Linked DNA regions of Mus musculus: region 1 is linked to region 2. A link is a contact called in public Hi-C data. All regions are on one chromosome and are shown on one strand. The core of a region is the stretch at or near the end of the contact, and the rest is flanking DNA. Distances in the headings are between cores, read along the strand shown.

Region 1 (7,417 bases), core at 2,265-4,764, 140 kb after region 2:
CTCACACTGACTGCTCTTCTAGAGGTCCTGAGTTTAATTCCCAGCAACCACATGATGGCTCACAACTATCTGTAATGGGATCCGATGCCCTCTTCTGGTGTGTCTGAAGACAGCAAAAGTGTACTTATGTAGAATAACAAATAAATCAAAAAAAAAAAAAAAACCCTCAAATATAGTGAGCATTCTTTAGGTGACCAGGCACCAGGATGCAACAAAATACAGACTAAAAAAGATACCTGTGGATAGAATTTTCATCCAAGGAGATAAAACAATTAAGATGAGACATCTTCAAGTGCCTTGAAGACAAACTGCCTAAGGGGACCACTTTAGGAGATTAGAGAAGATCTCAATGAGAAAGTGACACTAGGTGTGATGGTTTGAATAGGTTTGGCCCCATAGGTTCAAGTGTTTGAATGTGTGGCCATGGAGAGTGGCACTAGTAGGAAGATGCATGTGGCCTTGTTGAAGGAAATGTGTCTAAGTTTAGATGAGCTTTGAGGTCTCCTATGCGCAGGCTCCAGTGCGAAGGTAGCTCCGGGTGCCTGCAGAAGACAGTCTCTTCCTGGCTGCCTTGGGGTTAAGATGTAGAATTCTTGATCCTCCAGCATTATGTGTGCCTGAAACTGTAAGTCAGCCCTATTAAATGTTTCCTTTGTAGGAGTTGCCTTGGTCATGGTGTCTCTTCACAGCAATAAAACCCTAAATAAGACACTAGACTTAAATAACAGGAGGAAACCAGCCTCCTGAACCTTGGGGGAAAGTGTTGAAGATGGAGAGAAGGTCAGGTACAATAAACCCAAGGTCTGAGCACACAAACAGGTTCAGACAGAAACACCAGAGCCTACATTAGGGTGAACCCTTTTTGAAAAGCTTCTGTGAAGTTTCTCGAAGGGGTTATCTTATACTTCTAGGTTGTGTGTAGGTTTGGTTTGGTTTGGCTTAGGGAGGGCCTTTCACATTACAGACAAGTGATCCACCACTGAATTATATTCCTAGCCCTTGCTTTTCAAATATATAGAGAACTCAAGAGATGGCAAAGCTGCTCAGTAGGACAGGTGCATTTTGGGATCACAGGAACGGATTCCTGCAAGCTGTTCTCTGATCTCTGCATGTGCGCCTCAACACACATAAATAAATACACACTCACGCAGTAAATGTAATAATTTGTAAAAAGTTTTAAGGGAGCTGGAGAAACTGCTCAGTCATTAGAAGAGCTTGCTGCTCTTGCAGAGTTTGATGTCTAGAACTCAAACAGGAGGCTCACAACAGCCTACAACTCTGGTTCCAGGACATCGGATGCTGCCTTCTGGCCCACACTCTTTGGCCTCAGCAAGCAAGTAACTACTCATGTGTGCACATATATACTTATGGGTACACTTACACATAATAAATATTTAAAATTCTTTAAAAAGAGTATTGAAATATTTCTCAGCAGAGAGGCTTAAGAGATGGCTCAGTCATAAGAACTGATGCTGCTCTTGCAGAGGTCCTGAGATTGGGCTCCAGCACCCAAACTGCACTTGGAGGCGGAACGAACGGAGACCCTTCATTCACATGAACAAACCTACATTCGAACACATGAGCATACATAGAATATAAAAACTATCTGGGCGATGGTGGCTTGTACCTTTAATCCCAGCACTTGGGAGGCAGAGGCAGGCAGATTTCTGAGTTCAAGATCAGCCTGGTCTATAAAGTGAGTTCCAGGACAGCCAGGGCTATATAGAAAAACCCTGTCTTGGAAAAAAAAAAAAAAAAAAAAAAAAAAAGAAGAAGAATGAGCTCTAAGACAATCAAGGCTACACAGAGAATTCCTGTCTCGAATAATTATTATTAAAAGTATCTCAGAAAATGGAAAAATTATAATACAGTCATACAATTTAATATACAGAAAATTAAAAGACATTAATAATACATGAAACATGGGGGTTAAAGAGATGGCCAGTGGACTTCTAGAGGACCCTGGAACAATTTCCAGCAACCACATGGCAGCTCACAACTGTCTGAAACTCCAATTCCAGGGGATCTGGCACCCTTACACAGGAATATATACATTCAAGCAAACACCAATGCATATAAAATAAAAGTAAATAAATCAGCCAGGGTTGGGAAGAATGATGTCACAAGCCTTTAATTCCAGGACTGGAGAGGCAGAGACAGTCAGATCTCTGGCTTTGAGGTCAGCCTGGGCTCACTACAGAGTAAGTCCAGGACAACTTGGGCTATACAGAGAAACCCTGTCTCAAAGCAAACAAACAAACAAACAAACAAACAAAACAAAACAAAAAAATCACACAAAAACAAACAAGTAAAAAGTGATTCATGAAACAGCAGTTAACCTTCACAGAAATGCTACATAGAAGAGTACAGCCTGCTGATTCCATTTCTGTAAGATCAAAAGACAAAACTCATCTACAGTGACAGAGCTGGGACAGCAGCAGGGAGACAGTAGCAAAGAAGCACAAGAAAACCTTCTGAGATCCCAGGAATGCGTCACTCTGGTGTCAGTAAGGGTTAAGCAAAATTTTGGGGGGTTAGAGGGGTTGAGACAGGGTTTCTCTGTGTAGCCCTGGCTGTCCTGGAACTCACTCTGTAGACCAGGCTGGCCTCGAACACAGAGATCCACCTGCCTCTGCCTACCAAGTGCTGGGACTAAAGGCATGTGCCACCATGCCTGGCTGCAACAAGTACTCTTAACCACTGAGCCATCTCTCCAATCCCTTGTAAACATTACTTAAAAGATGACATCACACTAACTTATTTTTTAAGTCAGGATCTCTTACAGCCCAGGCTGACTCAAACTGTGGGTAACTATGAACGGCTAATCCTCCTGCTTCCACCATGCAGGTGCTGAGATGACAAGCATGCACCACTATGCCCAATTTTATGCACGTTTTAGGTTGCCTTCTGTTGCTGTGAAAAAGACTATGACCAAAAGCATCTTGGGAAGGAAAGAGTTTATGTCAGCCTACAGCTTATAGTTCATCATTAAGTCAGGGCACAAACTCAAGGCAGGAACCTAGAGGCAGGAGTTGAAGCAGGGATCATGAAAGAACAATACTCATTAACAGGCTCCCATGGCTTGCTTAGCCTACTTTGTTATAGCGCCTGGGACATCTGCCCAGGATAGTGGAGACCACAGTGGATTGGGCCTTTCCACACCAATCATCCATCAATCAAGAAAGTGTCCCCTAGACTTGCCTACAGGCCAATCTGAAGGAAGCATTCTATCAGTTGAAGTCCCCTCTTCTCAGATGAGCCTAGCTTGTGTCAAGTTGGAAACAAAAACAAACTAACTAACTAACTCACTGCTGCAATGTTAATTGAGCAAATTTAGTCCTCTGGGCATAATTATCCACCAAACTTGATTATAAATGGAAAGACATTGTCTTAGGGTTACTATCACTGTAATGAAACTCCATGGCCAAAAGCAACTTGGAGAGGAAAGGGTTTATTTGGCTTACACTGCACAGTCCATCATTGAGGAAGTCAGGACAGGAACTCAAGCAGAACAGAAACCTGCATCAGGAGCTATGCAGAGGCCACAGTGGGAACCTGCTTACTGGCTTGTTTCACATGGCTTGCTCAGCCTGCTTTCTTATAAAACCCAGGACCACCAGCCCAAGGATGGCACCACCCACAATGGCTGGGTCCTCTCCAAAGAATCACTAATTAAAAAAATAGCCTACAGGTGGGCATGGTGGCACACACCATTAATTCCAGCTCTGGAAAGGCAGTCAGGTGGATCTCTGTGAGTTCTAGGCCAGCCTGGTCTGGGTTCCAGGACAACCAGGCTACACAGAGAAACCCTGTCTTGGGGGAGAGGGGAGTGAGGGTGGGGGAAGAGAAACGAAGGAAGGAAGGAAGGAAGGAAGGAAGGAAGGAAGGAAGGAAGGAAGGAGGGAAGGAGGGAAGGAGGGAAGGAGGGAAGGAAGGAAGGAAGGAAGGAAGGGAGGAAGGAAGGGAAGGGGGAAGGGAAGGGGGAAGGGAAGGGGGAAGGGAAGGGGGAAGGGAGGGGGGAAGGGAAGGGGGAAGGGAAGGGGGAAGGGAAGGGGGAAGGGAAGGGGGAAGGGAAGGGGGAAGGGAAGGGGGAAGGGAAGGGGGAAGGGAAGGGGGAAGAAGGGAAGGGGGAAGAAGGGAAGGGGGAAGAAGGGAAGGGGGAAGGGAAGGGGGAAGGGGGAAGGGAAGGGGGAAGGGAAGGGAAGGGGGAAGGGAAGGGAAGGGGGAAGGGGGAAGGGGGAAGGGGGAAGGGGGAAGGGGGAAGGGGGAAGGGGGAAGGGAAGGGGGAAGGGAAGGGGGGAAGGGAAGGGAAGGGAAGGGAAGGGAAGGGAAGGGAAGGGAAGGGAAGGGAAGGGAAGGGAAGGGAAGGGAAGGGAAGGGAAGGAGGGAGGGAGGGAGAGAGAGAGAGAGAGAGAGAGAGAGAGAGAGAGAGAAAGGGCCCTACAACTAGATCTTATGGAGGCATTTTCTCAATTAAGGTTTCCGCCTTTCAAATAACTCTAGTTTGTGTCAAGTTCACATCAAACACTATAAACCAAGAAGAGAAAGATGAAATGGGGAATAATTCAAGTACAGGTCTGAGAGTACATTCAGTACTACAGAGCGATGATTCCCTGATTTAGATTCCCCTAAAGTACCTCCTAACTATATAGACTCCTAACCCTTCCCACTACTGAATCAGACTGCTAAGATAAAGACTAGGAGTCTACATTTTCCTCTATTGAGGTACAGTCTGTCTATCTGGCTATCCACAGCTGAAGAGGGAGTCCTACATTTTTTTTTTTTAAAGATTTATTTATTGATTATATGTAAGTACACTGTAGCTGTCTTCAGACACTCCAGAAGAGGGAGTCAGATCTCATTACGGATGGTTGTGAGCCACCATGTGGTTGCTGGGATTTGAACTCTGGACCTTCGGAAGAGCAGTCGGGTGCTCTTACCCACTGAGCCATCTCACCAGCCCGAGTCCTACATTTTTAACAATCACTCCAGATCACTGGATCCTAACTGCCCCAGAAGACACTTGTCAATGTCTAGAGACATTTCTGGTTGTCCTAACCCAGAGAAATATCAATAGAATCTACTGGAGAGAGTCCAAAGACCAGGGGTATTGCTAAGCATTCTACAATGCACAGGAAACCCTCTCCAACAATGAAGTACCCACCCCATTATGCCAAGAGTGAATGATGAGATTAACAAACCCTATTCCAGAAATTCTATAAAGCTTAAGAAGGGCTCATCTAAACTGGGCTCCTGGCACACGCTTGTAATTCCAACATTAATTGGTGGCAAGAAAATCAAGTGTTGCCGGGCTATGGTGGCGCACGCCTTTAATCCCAGCAGAGGCAGAGGCAGGCAGATTTCTGAGTTCGAGGCCAGCCTGGTCTACAAAGTGAGTTCCAGGACAGCCAGGGCTATACAGAGAAACCCTGTCTCAAAAAAACCAAAAAAAAAAAAAAACAACAAGTGTTCCAAGTCATCCTCAGCTACATAATGAGTTCGAGCACCTATACTCCCAATACTGGGAGCTGAACCACCTCACATTCAGTGAGAGACCTGCATCAAAAAATGACACATGGGCATAGGTATGCACAACATCAGGGATTACATGGCGTGTCTGTAACTGCAACATTCAAAAGGCTGAAGTAGGAGGGTCACTGCCAGATCAAGATCAGCCTGAGCTACATGTCAAGAGCCTGTCTCAAAATACAAACAAGATGGGGCTGGAGAGATGGCTCAGCAGTTAAGAGCACTGACTGCTCTTCCAGAGGTCCTGAGTTCAAATCCCAGCAACCATACGGTAGTTTACAACCATCTGTAATGGGATCCAATGACCTACCTCTTCTGTTGTGTCTGAAAAGACCAACAGTGTACTCACATTAAATAAGTCTTAAAAAAAAAAAAAGTCAACTTTTCATGGTCGTTTTTATCATTCCAAGTCAGTGGTTCTCAGAGGAGACAATTTTGCTGTGACCCATTCACTCAACACCCAAGAGAGACGACTCATTTCAAAGAGAGCCTGAGTTCTATTCCTAACACTGAAGAAAGAAGATCTTTAGTTATGTTTAGTTAGTCTATTGCAAGACCCACCACACACATCACTAAGAAGATGCAGGCTTTGCAACCTCTGCCACTCTTCCTTTTCAAGCTACCTCCCATCTCTCCAGCCCGTGGACTTAGCTTACTTTCACAGGCTTCCTCGGCACAGGTCCTCTTATTAGCATGGAAAACAGATTCCCCTACTTCCAGCCCAAAGACTGGTAAACAAGTATGGAACGTCATCCGCACTCCGTCTCTGTGGCTATTCACACCATGCTGTAACCAACTGAGCTAACCATCCAGTTATGGCCAGTTACTCCAAGTCTTTCCTCAAAATGAAAACAGAGTAGATCCAGATTCTATTTGTTTGTTTGGGTTGGGTTTTTGTTTTGCTTAGTTTTCTTTGGGGTGGAGGAGAGTCAAGACAGGGCTCTGTGTAGCCCTGGCCACCCTGGAACTCACTTTGTAGACCAAACTGGCCTCAACTCAGAGAGCTACCTGCCTTTGCCACTGCTGCCCGTTTAGGCCTGTGTTCTTGAAGCCGTCTCCCCGAAAGCCTTCACTGAGACGGAAGAGCACATGCCGTCGCTGCTGCTCTTTTAATTCCTGGATGTGGAAGTCTTCAGTTAGTCCTCCTTATCCTCAGAGCGCTGCTTCGGTCTTGTGGGAGGTGATATACATTAAGATAACACTCCTGAGAAGTTACTATGCACTTGGCACTACTCTCTGTGCTTTAAATACTCTGCATTTATTCTTTACAATAATCAGATAGAATAAGCACTGTCATAATCTTATATGAATTTTACTTGCCCAAAATAACACAGCTGGCAAATAGTAAAGACACTAAATGTTCTTCTCTGGTCGCCATCCACTCTAATAGAGTCAGGAGATGGCTCAGCAAGGAAAGGTACCTGCAGGGAAGCCTGACAAGCTGAGTTGGACCCCCATGGCGGAAGGAGAACTGACTCCCACCAGTTGTCTTCTGACCTCTACATATACACTACAACACGAAGGCACCCACAGCAGGAACACATACAAACATGATAAATAAGGACATACATACATCATACATACATACATACACACATACACAAAATATATATAATTTAAATATATTTTAAAAGAATATCTTGTGAATATAGAAGATCAGGCTCTAGGAATAGTGAATTATTAAAAAGCAGACTGAGTGTGTGTTGTGGAAGGACCTGGTGCTGTTTGTATGTTGATGCTAATTCCACTCTCCTGGGAGGGGTTGCTGACAAGGAGTGAGTCATACTCAGATGACTTGTTGTGAACCAATCCCCTAAAGAATAAAGGCCAATCACTGGGCAAGTAAGAGGGACTTCCGGGTTGGACAAAGTGTGAGAGAGTTAGGTCT
Region 2 (6,980 bases), core at 946-3,445:
GTTCAGGTCCTAGTTTTGAGTATTATTTTCCAATTTATGCCTCTCTATTATCTAACCGTATCCTTCCTCTTTTGAGTTAAGCTCTTCTTTCCTCTCTGTCTATTGAGCACGACAACTGCAGAGCCCTGCAAAACAAAACAGCTGATGGTGTAACATCAGCTGTAGTCTCTCTCTTTAAAATTATCTTATTTTATACGTATGGGTGCTTTGCCTGCATATATGTACCACATGCCAGCCTGCTAACCACAAAGGCCAGAAAAGGGTACATGATCCCCTAGAACTGGAGTTACAGGTAGTTGTGAGGTAGGTGTTGAACTTGGGTCCTCTGGAAGAGCAGTCAGAGCCACCTCTCCAGCCCCCAAGGACTTTTCATAGACATCAGTGGGATCCGCCGGCACAGGCATGTACACCCGGGCGCCAGGAGGCCTGCAGCTCGCCTGAGCTACACAGCAAGTTAAAGAACAGTCTGAGCAAATTAGTAAGACTCTATCAAGATAAAAACTAGAAAGGGGGTCTGGGGAATGTAGCTCAATCACAGAACACTTGCTTAACTAAATGTGTGAACCACTGGGTTTAACTGCAGTACAGGAGGAAGGGGCTTCCATTATATGCCTTCAACCCACATTTATTTAGTACAGATAAAGTAGTCCCTGAAATGTCCCAAGGAGACATAGGCTGTTCGACTCAATACCTTATGGGAATGAAAACTGGGGCCAGGGCAGTAGTGAGGGAGCAGACAACTCATTAAAAGGCCAGTGGTCTGCAGCTGCTCTTTCTGTGTCCTAGGCCCGAGTTCTAGAAATGAATACCAAGGAAAGTAGTGGTGAGAAAGAAAAGACTCAAAGCCAACACAAAGCTCTTCAAGTCACAAAGTTCTTTTGCTGACATGCATTACGACAGGGTCTCACTCTACAGCCTGGGTTGACCTTCAACAACCATCCACCTGCATGCTGGGATTACAGGCATGAAGAACAGTCACATCATCATAGATTTATCCTTTTCAAGGTTCTTATTCCTTGACCAAGGAATTCCAGTTTCTACGAGATAAGCATGAATGTTTACTACCGAGCTACACTGGAGAGAGACAGGAGCTAAATCTCAGTTGAGGGTAGACAATAAGCCTGGAGAGTAACTTTTCTCCAACTGTTCTAGGAATAACTATACCTCATAGTTTCACTATTGGTAGCACACTCCCTTTTGTTTGTTTTGTTTGAGACAGGGTCTTGTTATGTTGCTCTGGGTGTCCTAGAATTCACCACTGTGTAGACTAGGCAGGCCTCAAATTCAGATATCTACCTGCCTCTGGTATTAAAGGAGGATACCATTACACCCAGTAGGGATTACAACAATGTTCTACATTGCCTAGTATGTATGAAACATTTAAACTTATAAAAATAAATAAATCTTCAAAAATCCTCACAAAACTAGGTGGCAATGGTGGCCTCCTGTCTATAATGCCAGCACCTGGGAGGCTGAAGCAAGAGGATTCTGTGAGCTGAAGGCCAGCCTGGGCTACACAGTGAGTCCCAGGTTAGACTAGGCTAACCCTGTATTTTTTAAAAAAGGATTAATCCCAGTACTCCACAGGCAGAGGGAGGCAGGTCTCTGTGAAGCCAGCCTGGTCTACAAATCGAATTCCAGGACAGCCAAGACTGTCACACAGAAAAACCCTGTTTCCATCACCCAAAAAAGAATTCACAAATCTTTTCTAGGAACAAAATGGAAAGCTGGCAGGCAGAGCTAACAAAGAGCCTGTCCTGTCTGCCTAACTTACTAAATGCCATAAACCCCAGCTAATGCCTATTAACAGGCTTTAGGTTTTATCTTAGAAGTATTTTAGAATCTACTAAAGATTAAAATCCTGTTTTGTTTTGCCCCCGACCCCCCCTCTCTACTAATGTAGCTGCTAACAGCTGCAGGGCCTCACTGCCCTGAAAGCCAGCTCTTTGGGAAGCTGGAAATCCTTTTGACTTTGTGACATTAGGATTAAAGTTCATAAGTAACAGGAGAGAAGTACTCCACGTGTTGGAGACAGGCAAGGTAGTCAAATAACTCTAACCTGATAAAAAACAAGTTCACTTGCTGTTGCTACAGAGGAAGAGGGAGGGAGAAGGGGGAGGGGGAGGAAAAGGGCCTTCATTTAGAAGCCTTCAGAGGCAGTTGGGGAAGAGAAACCACCATTCTGAGAGCAGAGTGCTGGGGTAACAGTACTGTTACAGGAAGCGAGCGAGCGAGCGAGCTAGCTAGCGAGCAAGCGCACAATAACCAGGACTGCAGAGATTCCACGTGGACTTGTCACCAGTGACCCTCACTGCCCTGCGTTCTGTCACAGCATGTAACTGTCACACAGTAAATAGATCACCGAGGACCCCTCCTGTTGGCTGTGCTGGGGAATGAATGCTAGATAAGCACTCACAGGCACCTATCCATCCCCAGCCCTCTTCCCTATGGGTGAGTAACCTGAGTTCCTTTCCTCGATTCTGGCTTGTGGATCCAAGGACCACTTTTTAGCATCACTTTAAACCTTGAGTGGAGGTGAAAGAGGATGAGGAGACAGCTTGTCAATTTTCCCTTTTCTGATTTTTCTCATGCACCACATGGTTTTTGTTTTGTTTTGTTTTTTTTGTTTTTTGTCTTGTTTTGCTTTGTTTTGTTTTAAATTATCATTGGCTGGTGGCTGCTACCTCTGGAGAACGATGTCAGCTGTCCTCCCAAGCTGCTGCATGGCTTTCAGGCTGCCCAAAGCTTACAGTGGTAGGAGGACCATCTCCTTCCCTAACACACAGAACAGAATACACAGGCGTTCTGCAGGAAAATGACACAGACAGCTCCAACAGCAAAGAACAGGAATCTGCTCTGCTCCACAGGCAGAGGAAAAAGAGAATGAAAGCCACTCATAAAGGCAGCTTTTTAAGTGTGAGGATGGAGTCACACAGCTGGCGTCACAAAAGAGAACAAATATTGAATAGGAAACAACTGACAGATCGATCAATAGAGTTCCATTCACCTGGCTGCAGAGAGCTGCTGGAGGGAGAACTGAGAAGGCTCTGTTAAAAAAAAAGCTTGCCTGCTGCCTCACTGGGTGAACTGAATACCTTTCAAGAACATTGGAACACATGGTCACAAAATAGCTGCTAGCTGGTCCTGTCAGTTAAGAAACTCAGAAGTGCTACAAGGATGCACTGGCAAGAAAAGGAGACCAGAAAATACAAGGTTTGGAATTTATTCCTTGGCTTTTCCAACTTAGAAGGATGAAATGCAAAAAAGGAGATTCAGGTATGTAAGTACGTGTGTGTGTGTGTGTGTGTGTGTGTGTGTGTGTGTGTGTGTGTGTGTGTGTGTGTATGTATGTGGTGTGTGTATGTGTATGTCGGGGTCTTTCACTGAACTTAGAGGTCACCTGTTTAACTAGACTGCCTAGCTAGCAGGCTCCGAGAACCCACACACCTCTGCCTTTTTGATGTTGGAGTTACAGGCACGCCTCGCTTTTGTATGTGTGCGCTGGGGGCTGAGCTCAGGCTCCCATGCTTGGGCAGCGAGCGCTTTACCCAAATAAGACATCACCTCAGCAGCGTGTAAGACTCGAAAGCCCAAATGAAAGAGCAAGGTGGGGCATTCCTGCACTGGGAGGTATAGGAGGGGGCCAGGAGCTGAAAGGTCATCCTCAGCTACACAGGGAATTTAGCCATATACATGAGCTAAAATCATACACCCAACATAGGCTATATGAGCCTGGCTTTATGTCTTTTTTTCTTTGTAGCAGCAGATTTATATAAAGCTATACACTTATCAAGCTATACTCTAATAAAGACTCTTATTTAGACAGAGAGAGAGAGAGAGAGAGAGAGAGAGAGAGAGAGAGAGAGAGAGAGAACTCAGATGAAGCAGGGTTCAACTCCATGCCAGGCTGAATCCCATCTGTACTTTTACATGGTGTAGAGCTGAGCACAAGTGCTAACTGAGAAGGGGAAATCAGACCAGCCTCAAGAAGACAAATGTACAAAGCTATCTGCATCCTCAACTCAAACCTGCCCAGAAATAACTGTTCAAGGCAAAGAGAACACAATCACTAATGAAAACCCATCTCAATGAGCTCTCAATTAAAGCTCATGCTCTAATGAGCCAAATGCCTTCATGTTAAGCTGAACTCAAGGTTTTCATGTGGCTGGAATTTATGTTCATTTCTAAGTTATCAGGTCTTACTTTTGTTTGGTTTGTTGGAGTTTTAAGACAGGGTGGCATGCAGTACAGGCTGTTGCTGGACTCACTGCATAACCAAGGACACCTCTAACTCCTGCTTTTACCTTCCAAGTGCTGCGATTACAGGTATGCACCATCATGTGGACATGTCTGACTTTCAGAAATCACAATCCCTGTGCCTGAGAGCGTGACAATGGATGTCCCATCACCTGCTCTAAGACAGCGACCCATGAAGCTTCAGCTCATACTTTGTACAACTAAACAAACCCTTCAGATGGCACAAGGGAAGGAGGGTTTACTAGGTTTAAAGAAGCAGCAAGCAATCTTGCACCAACTCTTCTCACCAGCCTGGTTTGACCATCCTACTCCTTCCTTTGCTCAAAGCTTAGTAACAGAGTCCCATTACTAGAAAGAGCTTCCTGATCCTTCCCACCAGCAAGGTCATTCTGGGGAGAGCAGTGGCTTACCTGTTCCTCCGACAGTTGAGATATGTGATTCACAGCAGCATAGGACTCAATTTTGGGATTAAAGTGATTGATGATGGCTCTGAAATAAAGAATTAACATTACTATGGTCCCAGATGGAATACAGTGACAATCCAGTTAATCAGGAGTGAGCAGCCTTGGGTTTATTCCTGTCAACTTGACATAAGCTACAGTGTCAAGCCTCCAGCACATTGGCTTCTAGGCAACCCTTAATGAAATTTCTTTGATTAGTGATTATTGATGTGGGAGAGCAATGCCACCTCAGGACGGGTGGTCCTGGATAGTATAAGAAAGCATGCTGAAGGACCAGAGAGATGCCAATGGTCAAGACTGATTGCTGTTCTTACAAAGAACCCAGATCACACGAGCAGCCACACTGGGTAGCTCCCAACTGTCTCCAATTCTAGGGGATCTGACACCCTCTTCAGGCCCCTAAGGATGCTGCATGTGCCTGGTATACACACATAGGCAAACACACACACACAGAAATAAAAGGAAGGGAAGGGGGAAGGGAAGGGGGAAGGGAAGGGGGAAGGGAAGGGGGAAGGGAAGGGGGAAGGGAAGGGGGAAGGGAAGGGGGAAGGGGGAAGGGAAGGGGGAAGGGAAGGGGGAAGGGAAGGGAAGGAAGAGAAAGAGAGAGAGAAAAGCATGCAAGTGAGCAAGCTGAGCAAGCCACGAAGACAATGCACATGGCCTGTTTCAGCTCCGCCTCTGGTTCCTGTCTTGAGTTCCTGCTTTGACTTTGCTCTGAGGGAGTGACCTGGAATCTGTAAGATGAAATGAACCCTTTTCTCTACAAGTTGCTTCTGGCTACGGTGTTTATCACAGCATGAGAACAAGCACAACTGTCCTCTTCCTAAGCATGAGGCTAAAAATTATGACCTGGAAACCAACATGGGAAGGATTTAATAACTTACAGAAGGATAGAATCAAATGCCTCTGATGTGCAAATGAACTCAGAGAAAAACATAAAAACAAAAATCATGCTAAGACTTCCTGAGATGAAAAAGGTCCCAGGGGGTGTCCACTAGGGGGCCATGGTGCTCCAATCAGAACAAGCAGTACAGGCTAACATGTAGATAAAATACAGTCTCTGAGGAAGCTAAGCTTTATTAAAGCTGACATTCAGTCTTTATGCTTGTTAGTATTAGTTCCAAACCATAATTTAAATTCTATGCATTGAAACCAAGATCAGAGTGTATCACTTGATCACATCTGAAGTCACCACAGCTGGTTACATTTACCTCTCCAAAAAAAAATCTCTGAGGGTCTGGAGAAAAAGTGCTTGTTAAGCAAACACAAGAACCTGAGTTCAGAGACCCCAGCACCAATATAAAAGCTGAGCATAGTTGTGTGCCTGCGTCCCCAAATAGTGCGTGTGTTTTTGTGTGTGTGTGCACTTGCGCATACATGTGTTCATGTAGAGACAGAGGGTTGGGTGGCTAGCCAGTGTAGTGAAACATAATGAACTCCAGATTCAGTGAGAGGAGATTGTGTTTTTAAAAATTAGGTTCCCATGGCTACAGTAGTGTCATGAATATGAATGGTAACTACTTTCTGCTTGTTTATAAAGGCCTGCTGCACAGATGGAAACACATGTCTAGTACTGCAAATCTGGCCTAGAACCGAAGGTTGAAAAGCTCAGAGGTCCCAGGAATGAACCTACTACTACTGTCCAGCTCAATGAATTTAATGTCAAACTGCCCTACAGATCTGTATCTCTCAACCATGGCCTACTGTAGCTCTCACACCTCATCAGAGAAGGAACTCACACTTGGTCAAGCACAGAGAATCAGGGTCAGTGGAGTGCTCAGCCACATATGGAACACATCTATATCACACCCCCTCTAGTAGGTCCAGGATCACCGTCGATGATGGAATGGAAGGCTCCAAGAGCCAGAGATCAAGGCGAAGAGAGCAAAATGCTCTCTTCTGAGTCCTATCAGTCATGTGCTCCCAGCAGCTGGAGCTGCCTGTACAAATCCAGCCATTCACCGGTGTAGCACAGGTACCCACTCCTAACTGAGGAGTTGTGAACAGATGATGGTTTCTGGGGGAGGGAGAGGATTTTATTAAAGGATGTGGCTCCTGGTAACATGACCATACTCTGGTAATGCCTCACACCCAGGAGTATATAGATGGGCAGCACAAATTGCAGTGAATGGGTTATTAAAAAAAAAAAAAAAAGGATGATATACACAAAGTTAGGGGTATATTAAGAAGGGAATGTGGACCTGGGAGAAGTTAGAGGGAAGAGTTGGGGGTAAATATGATTGAAGTACACTATAAAATTCC

Evidence for each region. A called contact is a pair of places that touch in the nucleus more often than the background predicts.
Region 1: a contact with region 2 is called in a Hi-C map of bone marrow-derived macrophages, with 36 read pairs. The contact joins two enhancer-like sites. A contact is called at or near these places in 2 of 484 Hi-C or Micro-C datasets (bone marrow-derived macrophages and nephron progenitors), 13 of 115 datasets of contacts at active chromatin or transcription factors (the NIH/3T3 cell line, acute myeloid leukemia, bone marrow-derived macrophages and 8 more) and 3 of 9 other capture datasets (embryonic stem cells, liver and pancreatic islet).

The regions. Positions count from the first base shown.
Region 1 is chr19:45,981,062-45,988,478 of GRCm38.p6, forward strand. All of the region lies in intron 1 of Armh3 (armadillo-like helical domain containing 3), which reads right to left. Among named protein-coding and RNA genes, the nearest start is that of 4930505N22Rik, 13 kb to the right of the region's middle. Within about 2 kb of position 3,515, at least 17 of the 459 cell types and tissues checked have an H3K27ac peak or open chromatin away from gene starts, as enhancers often do. A contact at or near this core is called in bone marrow-derived macrophages and microglia, where this site is marked.
Region 2 is chr19:45,841,441-45,848,420 of GRCm38.p6, forward strand. Armh3 (armadillo-like helical domain containing 3) reads right to left here. Exons shown (of 26, transcript NM_198296.2): 24 at 4,668-4,746. Among named protein-coding and RNA genes, the nearest start is that of Kcnip2, 29 kb to the left of the region's middle. Within about 2 kb of position 2,196, at least 95 of the 459 cell types and tissues checked have an H3K27ac peak or open chromatin away from gene starts, as enhancers often do. A contact at or near this core is called in bone marrow-derived macrophages and microglia, where this site is marked.